Linked DNA regions of Mus musculus: region 2 is linked to region 1. A link is a contact called in public Hi-C data. All regions are on one chromosome and are shown on one strand. Each heading gives the region's core, a stretch centred on a gene start, on an enhancer-like site or on the middle of the called end of the contact. The rest is flanking DNA. Distances are from core to core; before and after follow the strand shown.

Region 1 (5,697 bases), core at 842-3,341:
CTTCAAGAGACCATACGTTAAGGATGAAGCACACAGGCGGTGAGTGAGAGGCAGCAACAGTGGCAGGAAACTGGTCGAGATGGCATTATAGCACAGAATAGCTGATGTGAATGACTTCAGTGACCTGGGGGTGGGAGGGGGGGTGTCTGGGGGTGATTCTGAAACAGAGGAAAAGGTAACAGCCATGTCCAGAGTGCTGGCTCAGGCACCACGATAGGCAGAGCACCATTAAGGTGGGATTCGAGAAAGAGGTTGCTTTCTTAAGGCGGGGGTGGGGTGGGGTGTGTCTGTGAATCTGGCTTTGGATATCAGAGTTTGAAATCTGCAGCTCAGCAGTTATAAACGCTCGCTGTTCTTCCAGAGGGCTCAGTTCATCCATGTGCCAATTCATAACCACTTATTATGAGCTCCAGGTGATCTAACACTGGTTTCGGGCCTCCGTGGGCACCAGTACACACGTGGCATCCACGAAGACATTTTCTTTTTTAAGAAGGGACATCTAACAAACAGTTGGAGAGCTCCAGGAAAGATGTACAGGTTTGGGAGTTACCTCGAGGCAACTAAAAATACCAGACTGGATAAGAAATCTAAGACTTTAGAAGACGTTATCTTCTGATAACCAAAAGTTAAGCGGTTTTCATTTAGAGCGTCTATCAAATCCTTAAAAAAAAAAAAAAACCTACCATGATCACAGGCCACAAGTTAGCAGTAGTGAGCGGTCACCTACATGAACAAACTGTAGAGAATCCTGGATGACACCCACGTGTCTGAAAAGGAAGGCGAAGGGGACAAGGGGACCCACCATGGCTGTCAAAAACACAACAAAGAGTTCTCAGCCAAAAGTGAGTGGTTAGTTATGACACAAGATAGGGTGTGAAACGAATACTGTAATTGACAAAACCATCAGTGACCTACGGATCTTATTTACAACAATCTTACCAAGTGCTTAGGACTAGAGTCCCCAGCACAGTGCTGGGTGGTAATGCAAGATCAGGTGGAAACTGAGCAGAAATTACTTAAAGAGAGAGAGAGAGAGAGAGAGAGAGGGAGAGAGAGAGAGAAGTTTGGGAAAGGCTGTCACTTGCAGTCATTCTGAGGGTCTTCCCAGTTTCCTCATTACCTAGCCCCAAGGCCAGACATCTCTGTACACACATCTCTGGGTCAGTTCTGACAAACTCTAAAAATAACTATCTCAAGGTTGCTCCAAGGAGTCAGACAAGACAATGCTCATGGCACAGGACCCGCCAGAATGGCTTGGATACAGCTTGCCTTGCTGAGAAAACAGCGATCAGGAGAAACGGACAAAGGAAGAATCCAGCAGGGACCCTGAGAAAGGTGGGAAGCACGGAACGGAGGGAACTTTCTCACTCTTTCATTTCCCCTGTCAGACAGCAAAGATGGACAGGCAAGATCGCCCAGTTGGTTAAGGCACTTGCCACCGAGCTTTACAAACTCTACCAGAGTTCCATCCCGCGAACCACAAGGCTGGAAGCATGGAACAGACTGCCCCAAGTTGCCTTCTAAACTCTACACGTGCCCCGTGGAATCCACGCGCTCGCGGCCCCCACCCCAACACAAAGTAAGAAAAATCCAATAGAAACATTTAAAAAGCAAAGGGCGGTTCAAGAATTGGGAGTTGCAGGGAGAGCCCCGGGGCAGCAAGCGACACTGTGCAGAGGGCCCGATGCAAGGAGCGCGTCCCACAGCACTTGACCTCCCGTGGCCCGGGTCCCCGCTCACCAGTAGGTTTTCCACGTTGATGGGGTCTCGGCAACGCCGGCGCACCGTTTCCTGCGCCGGGTCCACCAGCAGGCTGGGCTGTCTCCGCGCCGTCCGCTGCTGACTCATGCTGTCCCGCGCCCCTCGCGCCCCACGCGCCCTCCCGCCTTCCCCGGAGGCTCGGCGCGCGCGTTCCCGGCCCCTTCAGCGCCGCCCGCTCCACCCACGGAGCACTGCGGCTCCACCCACGAAGCGCCGCGGTCCCACTCGCGCAGCGATGAGCCCAGGCGCAGAGGGGGTCAGGGTAGGCTCGGAGGGGACCAGGGTGACCGCGGAGGCGCTCAGGTTCCCTGGCCGGCCATCTTTCCGCATGCGCAGTGCACCCGCGTTTGCACATGCGCAGCGCCGTCCGTTAGATCTCCCGCGCACACCGGTCCTCGCCCGCTGCCGACGCCCGGGTGTTCCGGAGGATGGATCCTTGGAGAGGATGGCGGCGGCGGGGGGTGGGGGTGTGTGTGGTGGGATGGGTTGGGGGAAGAAAAGAGGTGGAGCAGGGATTCCGGGGGATCGGAGCAGGCGCTCTCTAGTCCCAACCAGCGGACTGCAGGTTCTGAGTGCCCCGGGGCGATGATGGTGGGGCTCCCATCAGTCATCTAAAGGTGCTTAGCACATGCTCATGAAACAAGCCATCTTGGAGGGACCAGAAGGTGCAAGCTTCAAAGCCAAGCTCCACAGAGGCCCAGGCAGGGAGATCACGTGTTTGAATTCGAAGTCAGCTAAAGTTCGTAGTGAGAGTAGAATTTGTCCCAAAACCACAAACTTTACCCTCTATATCAGTTTTATTTTATTTTATTTTTGGTTTGGTTTTCCGAGACAGGGTTTCTCTGTGTAGCCGAACTCAGAAATCCGCCTGCCTCTGCCTCCCAAGTGGGATTAAAGGCGTGTACCACCACTGCCCGGCTCTGTATCAGTTTTTGATTACTTATTATTATATCAGGTATTGGGCTGGCTCAAGAAGATACTGTTTTGAATATAATAGACTGGATATCAGAATCCAATGGAGGAGAAAGATAAAACAGTTTAACGGGCTGGGAGAGGAGCACTGGCTAAGTTTAGGAGAACTTCCAGAGGACCTGAGTTCAATTCCCATCACCCACAGGGTGGCTCACAACCATATGTTACCTCCAGGCCCAGGGGGATTTAATGCTCTTTTTCTGGTCTCCACAGGCACCAGGCACGGACATGTTAACATGTTAGACAGTCATACATGTAGGCAAAACTTCTATGCACAGAAACTAAATTAGAAAGAGAAAAGAAAAGAGAAGTAAGTGACCTGGAGCCATAGGTATCTTTTCAAATTGTAAGGTCTTAAGCCAGTTTCTAAAAGTCGTTCTGTGCCTTAGTTTCTAAATTTGTAATGTGGAGAGTTCTTACTGATCGAAGTTACTAGCTTGTTCTCTCAAAAACCTGTCTCTGTAAAATTGCCCCAGTAAACTGCCACCTCCCTTTCTTAAGTAGCTTCTTTCCTGCCCTGTTCTCTTGTGAGTTGGGCATATCCTCTGACTCATTCTGTCAAATCTTTCTCTGATTCCTCACTTTGTCTGCCCTTAGTTAGATGCTACTTTTAAACATGTCTGCTTTCTTCTAAAAACCAACCTTACCTTCATTGCTAGGGATTAAAGGGTGTATGAAGGTGTCTGTATTCCAGCCAGAATGTACTATAATCCAGAGAGTGTCTGCATTTGGCCAGATCATGTAGACTTAGAGAGTCTTGGATGTGATCCCTTGTCAGAGTAGCCATGATGCTGGATTAAAATTCCTTTGCAGTGTGGTTTGATGTTTCGCCTGCCTGCATGTCTGTGTGTGGACACCATGTTCTCTGACACTAGAATTACAGACAGTTGTAAGCCACCAGGTGGTTGCTGGGTATTAAACCTGGGTTCTCTGGAAGAACAGTCAGTGCTCTTAACCACTGAGCCATCTCTTTGGCCCCTTTCACTTATTTTTAAATTATGTGTGTGTATGGGTTTGTGCACATGAACTGCAATGCTTTCAGAGGCTTGAGGCTTCTGGCTCCCCAGGAGCTGAAGTTGCAAATGGCTAGAGATGGATGCTTTGGCCCTCTTGGAAAGGCAGAAGTGCTCTTAACTCCAGAGCCACAGCTCTAGCCGCTATGTGTTTGAATGAAAGGGTAACACAATGCGCAACTTCCAGGCTGGAAGGAAGCTGCGGGAGTGAGACCTGGGACTTAGTGAGGGCGGAAGAGGCTTTTGGAAGAAGTTGGCTCCCACTAGATTTTACATTTCTAGGGGTCCGATACCATCTTAAGGGGGGGGGGTGTGTCAGAGGTCTTTGATCCTCTTGGGATCTCCAGTGTTAAGCTTGGAGCATGGCAGGTAGCAAGCGCTCAGTAAATGTTTGCCGAAGATTGGTAGAAGTAGAATACAACTGTGGAGAGGTCATCTCTAGAAGAGAAAGAGCACATTTTATGCACGAGTGGAGAGTTTCTCAGAGCAACTAGGAAAGACTCTACCACAAGGAGTTCGGAGAGATCCAATGCTGGAAAACAGGCATGGCTAATTTTAAGACCCCTTTCTCCATCCTCTGTTGAATGCCAAACCCTCTCTATACCTTTGTTCATGTGACTCTCATTTCAGATCTGAAGGTATGACCAAGCATGGTAGTGTATGCTCAGAATAACAACACTCTGGACACTGAAGTAGGACCACCAGATGCTAGAGATCAGCCAGGGTTACATAGCGAGAGACCATGTCTTAAACAACCAAAGCAACAACAAAATACAAGTTTCTGCTGCCAGCAAGTCCTGAAGAATAGTTTTCTTCCCAGTTTACAGATCAGAAAATCGAAGATCAGTAAGATTACAAAATTTACCCCAAGGAGCTAGCTAGTGAGTGCTAGAGACATGGTTTGAGTTCACAGCTGGATAATTCATTGGTATTTGGACCCTTGAGCAGCTTGTTGAAAACTGACCATATTTTCTACAGTCAAAAAGAATTAGGCCAGCAAAGGGGTGTGACTTAGGCACTCCAGGCTAATGAAAGAGCTTGAGCACACCCATCTGGGGAAAAGGAGAACAGCTGTTCCCTCAGTCACAGAAAAGCCCAGTCATGGGGCTGTAGCCTGAGGTTTAATCATCCCAGCGTTGTTTGAGCATCTTTCGGGTGCTGGGCTGTAGGTCAGGAGCTCTAACTCTTACAAGGACATCCTGGAGTACTAGGAGATGCCAGGTTGATGAAGATGTATGACCAGAGAGCATGAGAACGAACTGAACATGTCTGACACATCATGGCAACACAGAAAACGAGGGGAAAATAACAACGGACTTTGGGGCTTGTTCCTGCATCACCATGTAAAGCTATCTGGAACAGTAAGTGACGTACAGAGACTCTGGCTAGCTTTGTGGTGACACAGCAGGCCTTCAGCCAATGGATCCTTTGTGCCACTCACTGGAAACTTAAGATTTGTATTCCCTTCTAAGAGCCATGTGGTCAAAACCAATGCCCAGTGAAATGGTTATTTAGACATGGCCTTTGTGAGGCAACCAGGCAAAACCTCTCAAGAACTGGGATGCCCCCATAGTAGACACTGAAGGGAGCATAGATGGAGAAGAGCAGTTGGCAGTGCTTGCCTAGTGTGCATGAAACCTTGATTTCATTTTCATCACCATATGAACCAGATGTAGTAGCACACTTTTGATCCCAAGCACTTGGGAAGTGGTAGTAGGAGGGTCATAAGTTCAGGAACATCTACAGTTAAATCATGAGTAGTGAATTTGAGGCTAATTTGGGATGCCTGAGATCTAGAGGGGGTCAGAGGCAGAACACAGAGGAGAGATGTCTTATTTCTTCTACCATGGGACAATGAGTCATGAGTCTCAGCATTGCCATTACCTGGGTAAGTGTGTGTGTTACTAGAAATGAAGGTTCTATGGCTCTACCCAGAACTACCACATTAAAA
Region 2 (5,697 bases), core at 1,560-4,059, 43 kb before region 1:
CCCCAGTTCCAGGGGATCTTACACCCTCTCTTGGCATCTTTCGGTACAGACTTGGCATGCATGTGGTATATAGACATATATGAAGGCAAAACATTCATACACATAAAATTAAATTAAAATTTAAGAAGAAAATGAAGAGGAGGAGGAGGAGAAGAAGAAGAACAGTGGATTGTTAGTCCCAGTGCTTGGCTTTCAGCCACAATACCAGCTCCTGACCAGCGAGACTCAGGAAGACTCACTTGATTCCTGACTCCCAGCCTCCTTGTTTCTTGAATGGCTTCATAAAATCTGATTTGCTCCCCTCTGCATTTGAGCAAAACCAGTAATTGCTATGTGGTAGTCCTTAGGTACTTCACAATAACAAGGCTTTACCTTGGCTCACACATACCCAAGTTTGTGTTGATGCTTCTTATTACCCAATTCAACTGCTTCTATTATTGGGCCCATTTCATAAATGAGAAAACAAATAATGAAATAATGTATTCCAAACAGTCTTTCTGATTCCAGAGCCCAGACGGAACACTTCTATCCTTAGGAGCATGTGTCTTTATTGCCATGTGGTCTTTGTGGTGGAAGAGCCGAGATGGGGGAGGGATCTTTTGAGCCCAGCTGCTTCTACCTTCCCACTGTTGCCAAGGAAACCACCACTCCTGCGTAGTTGCCATGGAAATGATCCAACCTCTCTCTTCTTCTCACCTTCACCATGGAAACAGCCAACCTGGAAGCCCAGTCCTTGAGTGGGAGGAGGTGGAGCTTCTAGGCCCTGGTGTTGGAAATTCCCACTGAGCAGAGCATGAATGCGGCCGTGTTCAGGGGGCTGCACAGAAGTACGTTGTCAAAGGCAGGATGTCCCCGGGAATGCAGGTGGAATTATTTTCAGAATTTATTCCTAAAGTCAGCTATTGTCTACACCAAGGGAAATCCCCAGATGCCAGTGTCTTGAAAATGCTGAAGGTGCACCAGGCAGGTCTTCTTTTTTATCTAACACTGTGTCCATCTGGCCAAGATGACAATGGGTTATCCCTGCCTCATCCCCTTAAAAGTCCTGTACTTTGAATGGGCTGCATTAGTGGCTTTCAAGCCTCCAGATGTCCCAGTTACTGCAGTTTGTGAAGAAAGCATTAGGTTCAATCTGTCTATTTCTTTCTTTCTTTCTTTCTTTCTTTCTTTCTTTCTTTCTTTCTTTCTTTCTTTCTTTCTTTCTTTCTTTCTCTCTCTCTCTCTCTCTCTCTCTCTTTCTTTCTTTCTTTCTTTTTTTTTTGGGGGGGGGGAGGGGGATTTCGAGACAGGATTTCTCTGTATAGCCCTGGTTGTCCTGGAACTCACTTTGTACACCAGGCTGGCCTAGAACTCAGAAATCTGCCTCTCTCTGCCTCCCAAGTGCTGGAATTAAAGGCATGTGCCACCATCGCCCAGCAATCTATTTCTTATTATTTTAGACAGGGCCTCATGGAACCCAAGTTGGCCTTGAACTCATCATGTAGTCAAGGATGGCCTTGAAGTAACTTCTGGTCCCCCTGCCTTTGTTTCTGGAGTGCTAGGATTATAGTCGGTGCCACCATGCCTGTTTTTGTTTTTTTTTAATAGAATCCAGAGCCTTACACATACAAGACAAAAACCCCATTCCTACATCTCCAGCCCCTAGACCTTTTTTCTGGGAGATGCAGGCAAGAATTCTAAGACCACCTGTAGTCTACTCCAATAGAATGATGGGACAGTTAAGGATATGCCTGATAAAACCAGACTGTCTGGGTTCAAGTCCTGACTTAGGACATGCTGCTATGGAGATGGGGCAAACTGGCTCTCCCTAATTCAGTTCCTTCAGAAGCAAGGTTGGGTTAACAATAGTGTGTATCTCTTAAGGTTCTCACAGTGATTAAATGAGATACACTTCCAGTGTCCACCAGCACATGGTAACACCAACTGCTGGCCAGAATTATCACAGTCTCTATCATTTACAAAAGAGATTTTAACATTGGTGAAACAATATACAACTTTAGCCAAGATGGGAATTCTCAAACTGTATCCACTTTGCTTTTGAAAAAAGCTACCTTAATATCCTCATTGATAGGCTTTTAAAATAATTTCTTTTTATTGAACATGTGTTTATATTTGATTATTTGTAGTTTATTTCATGTGTCTGGGTGCTTTGCTTGTATATATGTCCATATACCTTGCACATGCTATGGATATCAGAGGAGAACATCGGATCTCCTGGAACTGGAGTTACAGGTGAATGGTTTTGAGTCCCCAAATGAGTTCTGAGAATCAAACATTGGTCCTCTGGAAGAGCATAAAGTACTCTTAACTGCTGAGTCATTTCTCCAGCCCCTTGTTATATTTTAATATGTTTGTGTACATATGTGGGTATGTGCAAGTGTGTGCCAGTACCATTGAAGGCCAGAAGAGAGCATCAGGTCCCTGGGGCTAGAGTTACAGGTGATTGTGGGCCACCTGATACAGATGCTGGGAACTGAACTCAGGTCTTCTACAACAGCAGTACATGTACTTAATCGTGGAGCCATGTCTCTAGCCCTTTGTCGCCATTTTCATCTTCACTGTCCTTGTCAGGGTCACCCCTTTAAGAGTCACAGCCTTCAGTGACATTTAGGTCCTCTTTGCTCCCAGAGGCAATGCTTTTATGATTTTACTTTATTACTTTCAAAATATATTTTGTTTGCTGTACTGGGGATTGAATCTGTGGGCTTACACAGGTTAGGCAATGCTTTGTAATTCTCAAGAGCCCTGATCAACAAAAGGAGTGTCCACAGGCCCAACGCCAAAGATGAGTGGTCAGTTAGGGCCCTTGGCAGCAAGCCTGAACCTGGGTGTGGCCTTGGCTCAACACAGTCAAGCCATTTCTTTGCAAAGCTGAGCTGTTTCAGGAGCGCGGAAGTGCAGACATGAAATCCTACCGCTGTCTGCCGTTGCCTCTCTTGATCATGTGGGAGCCACACCAGTGTTTCACTGGGGTCCTACTCTGGGATGCAGAACTCCTGGCTGCACCTGTCATGTGCTCCTCCTGAAGAAGCTGTCTGTTTGAGTCACTTGATTCTGGTTTGTGTCTCTCTACCGCAGCCTCCCTGTGTGGGCTGTGGCAGAGCGGGATGCTCCAGCCCCCTCTTGGCAGAGGCTGTCTCATCAAGGACTCCTTGCGAGATCCCTTTTGGCTTTTCCTATGGGAATTTGTAGAGTAGGAAGGAGTAAAGGGAGAGTCCACACACAGCCTGGCAGTCCTGACGCCTGGAGATCCCAGAATCTAGCAGAAAACCACCCAGACTCAGAGTGAGTCAGCAACTTAACTCTAGCCCTTGACTTCAGTGAACCGGGGCAATCAATCGCTCTACCTTCCAAACCACAAGATTTTCAGGAATGATTCCAGGTTCAGTGAGGCCTGAAGTTAGTCAGTGTGGAGGGATCTTTAATCGAAAGACGAGACACATTTGTAATACAACATTAAAGGGATTTCTTTGGGGAAGGGCAAGTACTGTTAGACAAGTACTCTCTACCAGGAGGCTACATCCCAATCCTGACAGGAGTATTTTCTAAGGGGACATCACAACAGATTGCAGTTACAGCATAAAGAGAAAATCCGGGATCAATGAGATGGCTCAGCAGGAGCAAGCGTTAGGACCTAAGTTCGATCCCTGGAACCTCCAGAAAGTCACATGTGGTAGGTTATGTCTGTAATCCCTGCACTCCTACTATGAGATGGGAGGAGGGAGGCTGGAGAATCTCCTGGAAGCTTTTAGGTCTAGCCTGGAATACTCAGAGCAGCAGAAAGAATATGAGAGATAGTTCCCTCAGAACCAAGGTGGGAGGTGACAATGGACTCTGAAAGATTGTCCTCAAGTCTCCACGTGCACACCATGGTGCTCACGGACTCTTCAGCTAGCCTCTCTCACCCAGCAGTAAATGAAAAAATGATAAAAAAAAAAACAGATCCAAAATAAACAACCATGTTTATAACCATCTTACATGACTATTTTTAAAAGTGCTTTTTTAGATAATGATGATAATAATTATTATTGTTGTTATTGAGACAAGATGCCACTAAATAACTCTGACTGGTCTGGAATTTGCTATGTAGAACAGCCTCAGACTTACAGCGATCCCCAGCTGCTGCCTCCTGAGTTTGGAAATTAAAGGTATGTGCCAATATCAGGCTATTATTGTGTGTGTGTGTGTGTGTGTGTGTGTGTGTGTGTACACTCACTTGTGTTTTAGTGCCTACAAAGTCAGAAAAAGACATTGGATCCCCCTAGCATTTCTAGCATTACAGGCAGTTGTGAACTACCCTATGTGGGTGCTGGGAATTGAACCTGGGTCCTCTGAAAATGTAATGAGTGCACTTAACCACTGAGCCATCTCTCCAGTATCCTTACTTTTGCCTCTGTTATTGGACTATATTACTGGATGCTTACAGCTGATAGCCTCTTCATATGATAATGATAAGGCAAAATTTATGTAGATTATTAAATTAATTCAATCTCTTGATCAGGATGGCTGGAGAAAATTTGTTTTTTATTATCAGTAATTATGAAGTTTTGTTTTATTTGTTTATTTACACATTTAGAGACAGGGTCTCTTGTACACCAGGCTGGTCTCAAATCCTATATCCTTGAATTTCTGATTCTACACCTTACACCTCATAAGTGGTAAGATGATAGGTCTGCAGCACCATGCTCAGTTTACAGGGAACTGGGAATTGAACCCAGGGTTCCATGCTTGCTAGGCAAGCACTCTGCCAACTGAGCTACATCCCAGACCGAGGGGTCTTATTCATTTCTTTTTGCTTTTGAGATAGGATCTTGCTATCTGGCCTTGGTTGGCTTGGAAAGTTGGGGGCTTTTGTTTGTTTTCTGTTTGGTGTGCTGGAGGTGGGACCCAGAGACCTGCAGATGTGAGACACTCTGCCACTGAGCTGCCTCTGCCCACCCCCAGCTCTGTGAGGTTTGATACATGCACGAGGAACAAATGTCCTGCTTACATTTCAATGTCTTTATTGGAAGACTTTTCCACGAATGTCTGATTTGGGTTTTTTTGGTTTTTTTTTTGTTTTTTTTTGTTTTTTTTTTTTTTTTTTGCTTTTCGAGACAGGGTTTCTCTGTATAGCCCTGGCTGTCTGGAACTCACTCTGTAGACCATGCTGGCCTGGAACTCAGAAATCCGCCTGCTTCTGCCTCCCGAGTGCTGGGATTAAAGGAGTGTGCCACCACGCCCGGCTGAATGTCTGATTTGTTGTTTTACTTTAGACCCCACTTTGGTCATTTCACTGTGACATTTAGGTCCTACACTGTCTCCATGCCTGGTAAGAAGGCATGGCAGATCTCAGGAAAATTCACAGAAGCTCTTCCTTCTGCAGGAAGGCTATGATAACCGAAGTGATTTTAACACCAGTCACTACATCCCACTGACCCAAATGAAACTAATTCCGAGGCCGACTCCTAACATTTTCAGATGCTTCAATGTTTAAAATAAATACTTGAGCATTATCAGTCAAGCGAAGACACTGTTACATAATGTTCCATCCACCTACCTTGACACCCTGAAAGGCCAGATTCAAATTTAGAATTCTCGGAATCCTCAGAATTTCCTGTGAAGATGTGTCGAACGAGAAAGCTGGCTGCTCCCTGTGGCTCACTGCTGCCTCCTCCTCCTGAATCAGACATCACATTTGCTCCCACAAGGGGCCTC

Evidence for each region. A called contact is a pair of places that touch in the nucleus more often than the background predicts.
Region 2: a contact with region 1 is called in a Hi-C map of uterus, with 1.9 times the contacts expected there. The contact joins the enhancer-like site here to the promoter of E2f6 in region 1. A contact is called at or near these places in 1 of 39 promoter capture datasets (macrophages), 1 of 15 datasets of contacts at CTCF or cohesin (the NIH/3T3 cell line), 7 of 484 Hi-C or Micro-C datasets (the C2C12 cell line, embryonic fibroblasts, embryonic stem cells and 2 more), 10 of 115 datasets of contacts at active chromatin or transcription factors (the SCID.adh cell line, embryonic fibroblasts, embryonic stem cells and 5 more) and 3 of 9 other capture datasets (adipose tissue, liver and pancreatic islet).

Annotation. Positions count from the first base shown.
Region 1 is chr12:16,807,359-16,813,055 of GRCm38.p6, reverse strand. It overlaps E2f6 (E2F transcription factor 6), which reads right to left and starts at 2,091. Exons shown (of 7, transcript NM_033270.2): 1 at 1,741-2,091. The coding sequence starts at 1,848.
Region 2 is chr12:16,851,138-16,856,834 of GRCm38.p6, reverse strand. No RefSeq gene overlaps it. Among named protein-coding and RNA genes, the nearest start is that of Gm36495, 3.1 kb to the right of the region's middle. Within about 2 kb of position 2,809, at least 56 of the 459 cell types and tissues checked have an H3K27ac peak or open chromatin away from gene starts, as enhancers often do. A contact at or near this core is called in the NIH/3T3 cell line, adipose tissue, liver and 2 more, where this site is marked.